Regions from separate parts of the Triticum aestivum genome. Here region 1 is linked to region 2. Evidence: chromatin contacts called from public Hi-C data. All regions are on one chromosome and are shown on one strand. Each heading gives the region's core, a stretch centred on a gene start, on an enhancer-like site or on the middle of the called end of the contact. The rest is flanking DNA. Distances are from core to core; before and after follow the strand shown. Region 1 holds the start of LOC123085393 (LRR receptor-like serine/threonine-protein kinase FEI 1). Region 2 holds the start of LOC123085390 (SH3 domain-containing protein 2).

The links. Hi-C and Micro-C count contacts between places; a contact is called where the count stands out from the background.
Region 1: a Hi-C map of leaf shows a contact between it and region 2, with 3 times the contacts expected there. The contact joins the promoter of LOC123085393 here to the promoter of LOC123085390 in region 2. A contact is called at or near these places in 2 of 5 Hi-C or Micro-C datasets (both in leaf).

What each region holds. Positions count from the first base shown.
Region 1 is chr4A:99,891,954-99,897,765 of IWGSC CS RefSeq v2.1, forward strand. It overlaps LOC123085393 (LRR receptor-like serine/threonine-protein kinase FEI 1), which reads left to right and starts at 1,886. Exons shown (of 14, transcript XM_044507024.1): 1 at 1,886-2,188; 2 at 2,658-2,862; 3 at 2,954-3,089; 4 at 3,303-3,374; 5 at 3,474-3,545; 6 at 3,759-3,830; 7 at 4,049-4,120; 8 at 4,214-4,285; 9 at 4,419-4,516; 10 at 4,751-4,906; 11 at 4,988-5,320. The coding sequence starts at 2,769.
Region 2 is chr4A:99,019,284-99,024,652 of IWGSC CS RefSeq v2.1, forward strand. It overlaps LOC123085390 (SH3 domain-containing protein 2), which reads left to right and starts at 2,511. Exons shown (of 10, transcript XM_044507019.1): 1 at 2,511-3,217; 2 at 3,622-3,738; 3 at 4,917-4,986; 4 at 5,107-5,255. The coding sequence starts at 3,158. It overlaps LOC123085391 (protein ENHANCED DOWNY MILDEW 2), which reads left to right. Exons shown (of 10, transcript XM_044507020.1): 6 at 177-270; 7 at 363-461; 8 at 783-1,093; 9 at 1,180-1,251; 10 at 1,337-1,834. The coding sequence ends at 1,451.

The sequences.
Region 1 (5,812 bases), core at 636-3,135, 870 kb after region 2:
GTTTAGGTCATATGTGGATGTGGGAAGGTAGTTGAGGGTTTTGGAGCATATCACTAAGCACTTTGAGCAAGCAAGCCATTAAGCAACACCTCATCCCTCTTTGATAGTATTGGCTTTTCCTATAGACTCAATGTGATCTTGGATCACTAAAATATAAAATGTAGAGTCTTGATCTTGAAGCTTGAGCCAAACTTTTTGTCCTTAGAATTTTGAGGGATCCACTTTCCTCATCCATGCCATGCCATTCATTGAGATTTTTCTGAAATATTAATCTTGGAATAATGTTAGCTCAATGAGCTATATGTTGTTAGGAATTACCAAAACCACCCGGGGATAGTTGCACTTTCAATCGAGAAAAAAAGACTCTAGGGTAGCCAGTTAACACGACCGGCGGACGAACCCTAGGTACGGGCGACGTGTCCCCCGATGGCGATCATGGAGATTGACCGCCCCGGGGGTGGTGTAGTGCTATGCGGCGGCGGCGGCTGGGTTTGGATCGGGGTTAGACTGATACCATGTAGATGGAGAGGGGGAATTGATGGAATCATTGATGTATTATTGAGCCTCGAGGGCGAGTATATATTGAGTACAAGATTTGGATGGCAAGACACCTCCTAGAGATAATATGAAAACAATTCCTATCTAATCTTGAACAATCTCTAAATACCACATATATCTCTAACACATATGAGCCCTCTTCGTGCAAAAAAAGAGAGGAAAAGGTCCAAAACAAACCTTGAACTTGTATAAGAAAGCTAAATCGAAGCCTCAACTCCGAATCCCTGAAATCAGCACACCGAATTCATTGATCCCGGCCTATTTTAAACCCTGAGAGTATTCCCAAACAGGGATTGCTGATGTGGCAAATTAAAGCCGGGATTGTTGATTGCGGTTGAGGGAGATTTTTTTTTCAGGGCAAATTACCGTCCTTTCGCACCCACTAGTCGCAATGGGTCGGCCCATTAGTGTTCGCTCCAGTTAAAAATGTAAGAAAATGAAAAGCGTGCTGCAGGGATCGAAAACGAGCGCTACAGATCGTAGGATGAAAGCCACTACTCCCTCCGGTCATTTTTACTCTGCATATTAGATTTGCGTCAAGTCAAACTTTGCAAAGTTTGATCAAACTTATATTAAAAAATATCAACATCTACTCCCTCCGTCCCATAATATAAGAACTTTTTTGATACTAGTGTAGTGTCAAAAACGTTCTTATATTATGTGACGGAGGGAGTACAATATATGAAAAAAGATAGACACACACTATGAAAAAAGATAGACACACACACACATCTAAAATATCGACATCTCAAGGTTCAAAATAGTCCGAAATCAATGAATTCGGTGTGTTGATTTCAGGGATTGGGAGTTCAGGATCCGATTTATCTTTCGTCTACAAGTTTAAGGTTTGTTTTGATTTTTTTTAAAGCCCTCTCCGCAGCAAAGAATCCGTCGCTTTTCTCGTCCAAGTGAAGAGAGATGTCGTTGTCACTTTGCGTGCCATAATACAAGCCCATTTTCTGGGGTATAAGTACAAACACCTTTAACCCAATGATAGCTGCTAAACAGCAATACGGACAACGAACTTGCTCTAAGCACTATTTTATCTAACAAAAAGATAAAATAAATAAATCTAATCAGACAAATTCCGTATAGTATCATGCAAGGCAATCTGGTAAGTGGTAACTGAGCGATTAGCCGTTCGTCCCGTTCCGTCCCGTGTGCCGCCGTCGCTGACGCCGTGCGCGGACAAAACCGCACTCTCTCACGCTCACTGCTACGACTACTCGCTCCAGCTCCAGTCCCACTCCCGCACCCACCGCCACGGCGCCACGCCACACCACCGGCTGCCTAATCTCCTCGGACCCATTTACCCTCCCCCCTCACTCTGCCCAGTGCTCAGTGCTCTCAGCTCTGCTCACCACCACCACCACAGTGACCACACCACACCACACCCAGCGCCGCTTCTCCCCACTCCCTAGCTCACATCCTCCATCTCCCCCACCGCTAATCGTCGGTACCTCTGTTCCCCGAGCTCCTCTTCCTCCTCGAGCCCTGAGCCCCTGACCCACCAATCCCAACCCAACGTGGCTCTACCGCCGGCCGCCGCGCCGTAGCAGCCTAGCGTCGCCGCCGCCCTCCTCGCCGCAAGATCGCGCTCCTGCTCTCTCCGCCCCGCTGAGGGTTTGAGGTATGGGCTCATTCCCATCCAGTGATGCTCTTAGCTAAACCCCACCCAGCTCCAGGATTTCCGCTCCGGGCGTGCCGCTCACGCCATCTAGATCCGCTCCCGGTTCCCGATTTGAGAAACCAGCCTGCCTAATTCTTCCGCCCTGTAGATTTATTTTCTTGGATTTGGGGAATCTCGAAGTCAGATGCTTGAAGGCAGCTAGTTCAGTTGGCCTGAAAGGATTGTTTTTTTGCATAAAAAGACCGAAAATGTTGCTTCAGTTAGTTCCCATACCATCTCGAAAAAAAAGTTAGCTCCCATATCATGGCCGCCAATTTCGTGCGAAAGCCCCGGATACCGTTATCTCGAAAAGTACTGCATTTGATCTGCTATTTTTTCTCCGCCGTTCAAGCCTTAAGATTTTTCCCTGAGCGCGTCTTTAATTTGTTACTATATGATTGTTGATTTGTTTTGCTTTTCACCATTGCAGGGTTGGTTGGTTGGGTTCTCCCCGATTGTAAAGATGCATACCGTATATCCTCATTCATGACCTCTGGAACATGCTCTAGTCACCCTTGTATGCTCCACCAGGTGGTGACAAATGGGCTTTTTTCTCAGAAAACAGCCCAGTTTCCTCTTTATTCTGATCATCCTGCACTGGGGGGCTCGTGCAGCAAGAGCGCTAAGTTCAGATGGTATGTGATGATGGTTGTGGCTGCTCACGGGCCATTTGATTTGTTTTTTCTGCTTATCCAATACTGATCTTGCACCAACTGTTTCATACAGGTGAAGCACTTCTCGCCTTTAAGAAGGCAATCACAAATTCAGATGGGGTCTTTCTAAATTGGCACGAACAAGACGCGGATCCCTGCAACTGGAAGGGTGTTAAATGCGATCGTCACAGCAAGAGAGTGATCTATCTGTAAGAAACAGAAAACCACTCTGTATATTAACTTCCTTTTCGAAAAAAACTCTGTATATTAACTCTGTCATTTGCTCAACTTCTTAACCTATCCACTCACTGTTTTGCTTCAGTTATTTGGTGTTCATATTTTGGACACCATTTCCTAGTTTCTATTCATATTCAGTATTTTGAGTTGCATTGCCATAAGGTCACTCACTGCCTTCCATTTAGGATTCTCCCGTATCACAAGTTAGTCGGGCCCATACCACCAGAAGTTGGAAGGCTAAATCAGCTTCAGACTTTGTAAGTGTGTTCACCTTTTCTTTTTTGCATTTCTTAACTACTTCCCGCCTTGTATATCAAAAAACTTGGTCTCTGATAAAGGTGGTTTTATGTTATTAGATCACTACAGGAGAACAGTTTGTATGGTTCACTCCCTCCCGAGCTAGGAAATTGTACCAAGTTGCAACAACTGTAAGTTTTATAGTAATTCTGATTGGTACATATGTTTTTTTCTTCCATTGAATGAATGTTGGATGCTGCAACTGATAATTAATGATCATGAGGACAGCCATTTGGTCACAAGCTTCTTGTATGTGTGCCAGAGAACTTCTAGCATGCAATTTTTGCTTTTATTTCTTCTGTGAAACCAGGCTCTTATTTCGTCTGTTGTGAAATGACTTGCAGATATCTACAAGGAAATTATATAAGTGGATATATCCCTTTGGAATTTGGTGATCTGGTTGAGCTTGAGACATTGTGAGTCCTCTGTAGTTTTAGCTTATTTATTAAATTTGATTATTAATTTCGCATCAGATAAATACCTCATGCTAGACTAATGTCACTACATCTGCTATGGGTCATATAAGAAGGCTTGAACACAAATTATATGTATTGAAATGTAGATAAATTCACTTTCCCTGTTTAAGTAATTTAGATATTACTTCCTATTTCTGAAATATGTTTATTTTATCCAGGGACTTATCCAGCAATACGTTGAAGGGATCAATCCCGCATTCTCTTGATAACCTGACCAAACTTGCATCATTGTAAGTGCTTTTTTTTATGTCCATAAGCTGACCAAACCTGTTACGATAAGCTACATGCTACCAGCCAAATGATTATTTTCACATCCTATGCAGCAACGTATCCATGAACTTTCTGACAGGAGCAATACCATCAGATGGTTCACTTGCCAATTTTAATGAAACTTCGTGAGTTGTCTTCTCCTCTGTTATTTATATCTATTTAATTCAATCTGCATATTCAATCGAGTAAAAGCGTATATGCATTGTGCCATAAGCTACTCTTCCTTCTACCCATCTGAATGTTGACATGGTAATGCAGCTTTATTGGGAACCGTGATTTATGTGGTAGGCAGATTAATTCAGTGTGCAAAGATGCACTTCAATCACCATCAGATGGCTCCCAGCAGCCTTTGAAAGGTAACAGATATTTGAACATTAGTCTAACATTATTTGTTGTATGCGTCTAATATTTTTGGTTGACAAGGTCAAATGTGCATTTAATCATTGATGCCAATAATAGCTAATAGATCTTTTTATATTCCACTAGGAAACTCACTTATGGCAATTTTGCATTCTCAACAATGGGCCTATAGTATTTTCAGTTCACAATAATTTTGCATTCTTATGTGTTTTGATGTTTTATTATGGTAGATGACACAAATAAAAGGAGTTCCAGAGTTGTTATAAGTGCGGTCGCGACAGTGGGAGCTCTGCTATTAGTGGCTCTGATGTGTTTCTGGGGTTGTTTTCTGTACAAAAGTTTCGGGAAGAAAGATATCCATGGTTTCAGGGTGGAGCTATGTGGAGGTAACGATGCCATGAGTTATGCGAAGCCAGTACTTCACATGTCATAAAGAACTTTTGTTATAACCTTGCTTATCATTTCAGGCTCTTCTGTTGTGATGTTCCATGGGGACCTCCCTTACTCCACAAAAGATATCCTTAAGAAGTTAGAGACCATGGATGAGGAAAATATCATTGGAGCAGGTGGCTTTGGGACTGTGTACAAACTTGCAATGGATGATGGCAACGTTTTTGCATTGAAAAGGATAGTGAAAACAAATGAAGGGCGTGACAAATTCTTTGATAGAGAACTTGAGATATTGGGAAGTGTTAAGCACCGTAATTTGGTCAATCTCCGTGGCTATTGCAATTCCCCTTCATCGAAACTGTTGATATATGACTACCTTCCAGGTGGAAGCCTGGATGAAGTGCTACATGGTGAGTTCCATATTTTTCTTTTCGCCATACATCTTAATTCTGTTTTCATTGAACTCTTCCAATTATTCATAGTTGCAGTTGCAATATAAACTGATGTTAGCTTGCTTTCCTCAATGACCTTTAAGCATGTGTTAAGCCAACACTAAAATAGCCTATAGGATTAAGTTATTGGTGCCTGAAACTCAGCGTGACATCAAAACCTGGAAATCCTGAATTTAAGACATGTTTGGTGCCGCTATGCAAGGAAAAGAGTACAGATAAAAAAGTTGGTTTTGCCTGCGATCCAATTTTGAGGCCTAGAGGATCCTTAGAGTAGACCTTTACCTTCTCAATCAAACAAGACCCTACAAGAAAAAAAGTTCAGACAACTGTGTCCTTGGAGTAGATTTTGGTTATAGGCAAGGTCAAGTTTACATCATATCTTGGAGTAAAATAGGATTTGATCACACGTGCAATGTAAAGGATGAATAAAATATGCCACTTCCTCTGTAT
Region 2 (5,369 bases), core at 1,261-3,760:
GATTGCCATTTGTCATTCTGTATACTATTTGAGTAGCCTGATTGCGTAACATTGTAGCTTGCATTGCATGAACTCTACAAGGCTCTTGTTCTCGAAAGAAGTTTTGTATCCAGGGGGCCTGCGTGCTCCCTGACTGAAGAAGGGTTGACACATATTCTTAACTTAATTCATTGTAGTTGTGATGGTGACTGTGGGAGGTCGTTCCACCCAACCAAACCTACTGGTGAAGCTTCTCATTGCGACACTCTTGGTCTGAGTGAAGAACAACTGGTGCTAATCCTTTACCAAATTATTCAGTTTTATTCTTGTTTCAGTATGTCCGGTATTGGCATCTAACTTTTCATACATATCATATTATATAGGAACTACCTGAGTTTCTGTGCGAAAATTGTGAGTCTAAGAAGCACCAGTGCTTTGTTTGCGGAGAGTTGGGATCTTCAGACCAAGGAGGAGACGAACAGGTGTGTCTGAAAAAACATGTATTTGTACTTTGTATTTTCTGAGATATATTATATTCTGTTTGTGATGGAACTGTTACTTGATTTACTGATTTCTTAATTCTCTATGTCACTGAGAATAATGAGAAAAAACAGTGGAGTTCTTTGAAGCTAAAGTATTGTGATTCTGTAGATGTAGGAGCCAAGGCAACAACTATGAGTGGTACTTGATTTTGATTGCATATAGGCTCTAAAATATTCAAGATCTTTTTGCATATGCAGTTGCTCGTCAGGATAGATCAGATTCCTTTAGTTTTCCAACTTTTTGTTTTACATTTTTGTCAGGTCATCATACAATGCAATAAGAGGGGCTGTAAGCGCTTTTACCACCCTTATTGTCTTCCATTGGATATCAATAAAATACCTGAGGATGCATGCCCTATGCATGAATGTTACTCGTGCAAGAAAAAAAATGCAACTTCGGAGGATAACAAAATGACAGGAAAAACAAAGGGAAAGGAAACGTGCAGGAAAAAACATGCAACATCGGAGGGTAATAAAACAAGAGGACAATCAAAGGGAAGGGGAACATGGGAAATGAACTTGGTGCTATGCAGGCGCTGCCCCAAAGCATTTCATCGGAAGTGCTTGCCAAGGTATGATTTATGTATCGGATAGCTCGTGTTGATATTGTGTGCTTTGATGTATCTTCTTTCATTGACCCTTTGTGTTTGTATTGTAGGGAAATGTTTGGTGGTGAAGGCAACATACAAAGGATATGGGAGACTGCGGGAGGGACTGTGTTCTATTGCGGGTAATTTTTGCCGTCGTCCTTTCGCCATTCTCTGTGTCTGTCTGTTTTAGTTTCAGAGTTTGTGACAAGTGCAAAATCTTTGCAGGGATCATGAGATGGTAGAAAATCTCAGAAGTGCAAAGAGGAATCATATTAAGTTTCGAGAAGAAAAACCTAAAGGTGCGGCTGAAAACCAAAGTGTCGAGGATGGGAACAAGTGAAGTGTTCCTGTTGCGAAAAATATGGCCGGACCTGTGGTGGCTTCCCTCCATGATTTATCTCCCAACATGTTGGAGAAAGGAAGCCTGTCTTGGGCTCTCGGCGAATTGCAGAGAGAGTGAACTGAAAGCCTTGGCGTCGTCTATGACAGATAACATTATCTGCAGTCCTGCAACATTCATGTGTTTGATGTGGTTTTGTGTCCGGTGACAGTGAAACCGTATTGGTTGTGGGGGTGTGTCGTGACATTGTTATTTCTTACATTGCCAGAATTTGGACATCAATCAGGTTGTGTGAACCGCGATTAAGACGACGCAGATGCGAATCATCATGATAGAAATGTGCTGGCATGTCACCGGCAGGGGTCTTTCCTCCCTTGCCCTTATCTGGTTGGTGCTTCTGATGCTAGTTTCATTTGGTTGCTGTGATGATGGATGCAGGTCACATACAGGTGCCCATTTGGGCCAGCTCACCTGAGGGCGACACTTTGCTGGGCCGCATTGTTTACAGTTGAGCCTATCATTCTTCTGTTTGGCCAGTGCTTTGCTGAATCTGTCGTGACCGGGATGGATTGCAACGTGGCGAGTTAAGCGACTCTGAGAGCTTACCTCAGGAAGCACTCGGTTGAGATGACACGACGCGACGGTCTCAAATATTTTACTGGTGAGATGAGATTAGATGACGGGGTAGGCTTGACCTCGCGGAGCCACGCGCCTACGCCGACGCGAGAGCGACCGAGCACAAGAGCGCTTGGCTGGCCGGCAGCAGTCAAAAGCCGGCCACCAGCATCGTCTCATCCCTGGTGGTGTCGTCGGCGGAATGGCCGGCGTCTTAAACAAACAACGAGCACGATGGCCGGCGAGTGGAACAAAATGCAAAGATTTTGTCCGTTGCAGATTAGATAAGCTGCGGGCCGCCGCGAGGATGGCCGCCGGCCGCTCGTCCCTCCCACCGGCAGGCAGGCACTGTTCGGCGGGACGTACGGCACCAAGTGAAGTCCACTCCTCCGCCACTTTCGGTTCACTCGCCCCTACGCTCCCCGTCGCGTCGGGTCGCTCTCTACGCGCGCACCCCCAGTCAGTCCCACCTCCCACGCGCACGGCACGGCGCACCCCCAATGGCGTGGGAGTAACGCGCGGTTCGGCTCGACGCTCCGGGTCAATCCCGTCACAGGTCCAGCGTTCTCGCTTTCTCTAGAAACCGGAACACCCCCATTTCTACGGTCCAGCTTAGCGGTTCGCTCTACAGTTTGGTCGGCAGCCGTCACCGTCGTCGGCCGGCGCGCTCCGTGCCCGCCGCCGCCGCCTCGGTTGCGGTTGCCAGGCAGTTACTTACCTTACCGCCAGAGCGACCACGGCAGCAGCTACTGCCCTCCGCTTCCGCTTCCGCACCAACCCCACCACCACCACCACCATCGTCACCGCCACCACAGCAACCCAACAAACCGCGGAGAGGCGAGGGGCGGTTGCTCGCTCTACTGCTGCTCCCTCCCTCCTAGCGCTGTGCCGCCGCCGCCGCCGCCGCCGCCCTCCCCTTCTAGCGCTTCGCGTCGTGTCGTGTAGCAGGAGAGTGCTGCCCTGCTTTTCCCCTCCGGGGTTCGCTATTTTGTGGCGAGCGCCGCTATTATTTCCCCAATTCCTATCTACCGCCGGAGAGGCGCCGTTTCGCTTTTGATCGATCCTATCGGTCGGTCGGTCGGCCGGCGCGGATGGAGGCGCTCAAGAAGCAGGCCAGCAAGCTGCGGGAGCACGTCGCCAAGCAGCAGCAGGTACGGATTCCTCTCCCAAATTCCAGAAATTCAGCCTCCCGCCGACCACCGGGTCGCCGGAATTTCGCTGGAAGTAGAGGTTCTTCCCCCGGCTATTGCTTCTGCCCAGTCAATTCCACACAGAGTTTGTTCGAGAATTTTGAGGTTATGGGTAGTGACCACTGTATTGGGAGAACAGAACAGCAGCCATTGGAAGGGAGGGAGTGAATTGCATATCTATTCTTTAGGTTTCCGACACTAATCTGGACCTACTCATTTCTTGTACGTTTGACTGTGGATACCCACTTATTCGGAAGCTGTGCCTAATTTTACTTGGTCCAATAGAATGAATGAATGGGTTCCAGCATCATATGACATGCTTCTTTGCCTGTTTCATTCTTGAGAGAGTTACATTTATGTTGCAGGCGGTTCGCAAGACGTTCAGCGCACGCCATAATCAAGACACTTCGCTTGTCGATGAAGCTGAACTTGAGTGCCACCAGAATCTCCAGAAGCTTTATAATACCACAAGAGCAGCTAAAGTATGTCTTCCTTCGGTTTGTTACCTGTGATAGATAAGAGATTATTTACGGTACATTGTACTACTGAGTTTTAGGTGTAGTATTAAGTTAATCCAACGATTGATATGGTTCGCCTAAAAGCTCAGCTTGAGGATAGCTTGGTAATTTCCGACTAGGCTGATATTCTCAGCTTTGGGTGCGGCTCTCGCCTGATCGATTCAATGCCTCTAATTAATCCAGAAAGAACAGGAAAATTAACTGATCACAACCACATGACCTCGCCTCCCTGCGAACGATCCCAATATAGTTCCGCCGTATGTGACGATCGCTGCCACACGTGACGAGCGCAGCTGTACGCCCGCTCCTCCCTTGCGCCGCTGCTGTCAAGTGAGACGCTGCTGCATGGAAGGTCGACGAGGAGGGCGACGCCGCCAATCGCTGCTCATCGTCTCCCTTTTCAACACCAACAATGATGAAGCATGGAATCCAAGAGCCCATGCAAAACTTTAGCACTAGTCTGGTCATTAATCTTAGCAGTAGCTGGATGATGCGTGTTACATGTAGGCTACCACAAAGATCTTACAGGCTATAACATAACGACATCACATATTACATAGCGAATTTGGGACACAAATGAATCAGTTCCACTACTGATTTGTAACATCAGAGAGAAACGGTGCATATGACACATTCAATCCATGTCCTGATCCAACCATATAATTACTACTTCCAAGTTCCACAAAAAACTGTTTCGCTCGACGCCAATTCCAAATCCAAGCCTAAACAAGCGTGGACGTCGAACTTGACGGAAGGCAATGGCGATGTGCTTGGTGGCCAGGCGATGGAGAGCAGCGTGCTCTCGCACCCAGACCCGCGTACCCCGCACCCACTACGATTCATCCCCAACCCAATGTGGGCCACCACCACTCCACCAACAGCATGAACAGCAGCTCTGGCGGCATCCCTCCAGCCGTCACCCAGCTCGTGGATTACCAGCAGAAGCTGGATGCTGGACTGCCCGAAGTGCCCTCCATGCCTGAATATACTACAAGAATTCAAGTGTAGTACTGTTATTATATCTTAACCGCTGCATCATAAAAATAAACGGCATAGAATAATTTAATGTACTGTAAAAGGACTCAAAGATAACTAGTCTAGCCGATTGTTGTAAAGTGAATTGGTTGTGTCTCATTTTGTAGCATTTCCAACGAACCATTGTACGAGGACTGGAGGGTTTTGTTGCTGTTAGCACCAAACAGATGGAGATAGGTAACTTCACATTGTTTTTTGTTATTGTTGTTGTTGCTGTTGTTGTTGTTGCTGTTGTTGTTGTATGTGCATATGCTTCTATTTTGAGATGTTGTCAAGCTATAATGTTTCTTCCTGTAGTGAAAAAGCTAGCTGAGGATTGTTGCAAATATGGAAACAACAATCAAAATGTTGGTTTTGTTCTTGGAAAGGCTTCGGTTGAGTTTGGTAAATCCCACAACCAAATGGAGATAGAGCGGGAGAAACTTCTTAGAGTTCTTGGAGAGCAGGTGATGGCTATTCCCATCCTCAGTTTCACTATTTCATAAGTTTCTCAGCATCACAAATGTTGCCTTCATGGCGTTATGTTTATTAGTCCGAAACATCTAGGTTGTGATATATTT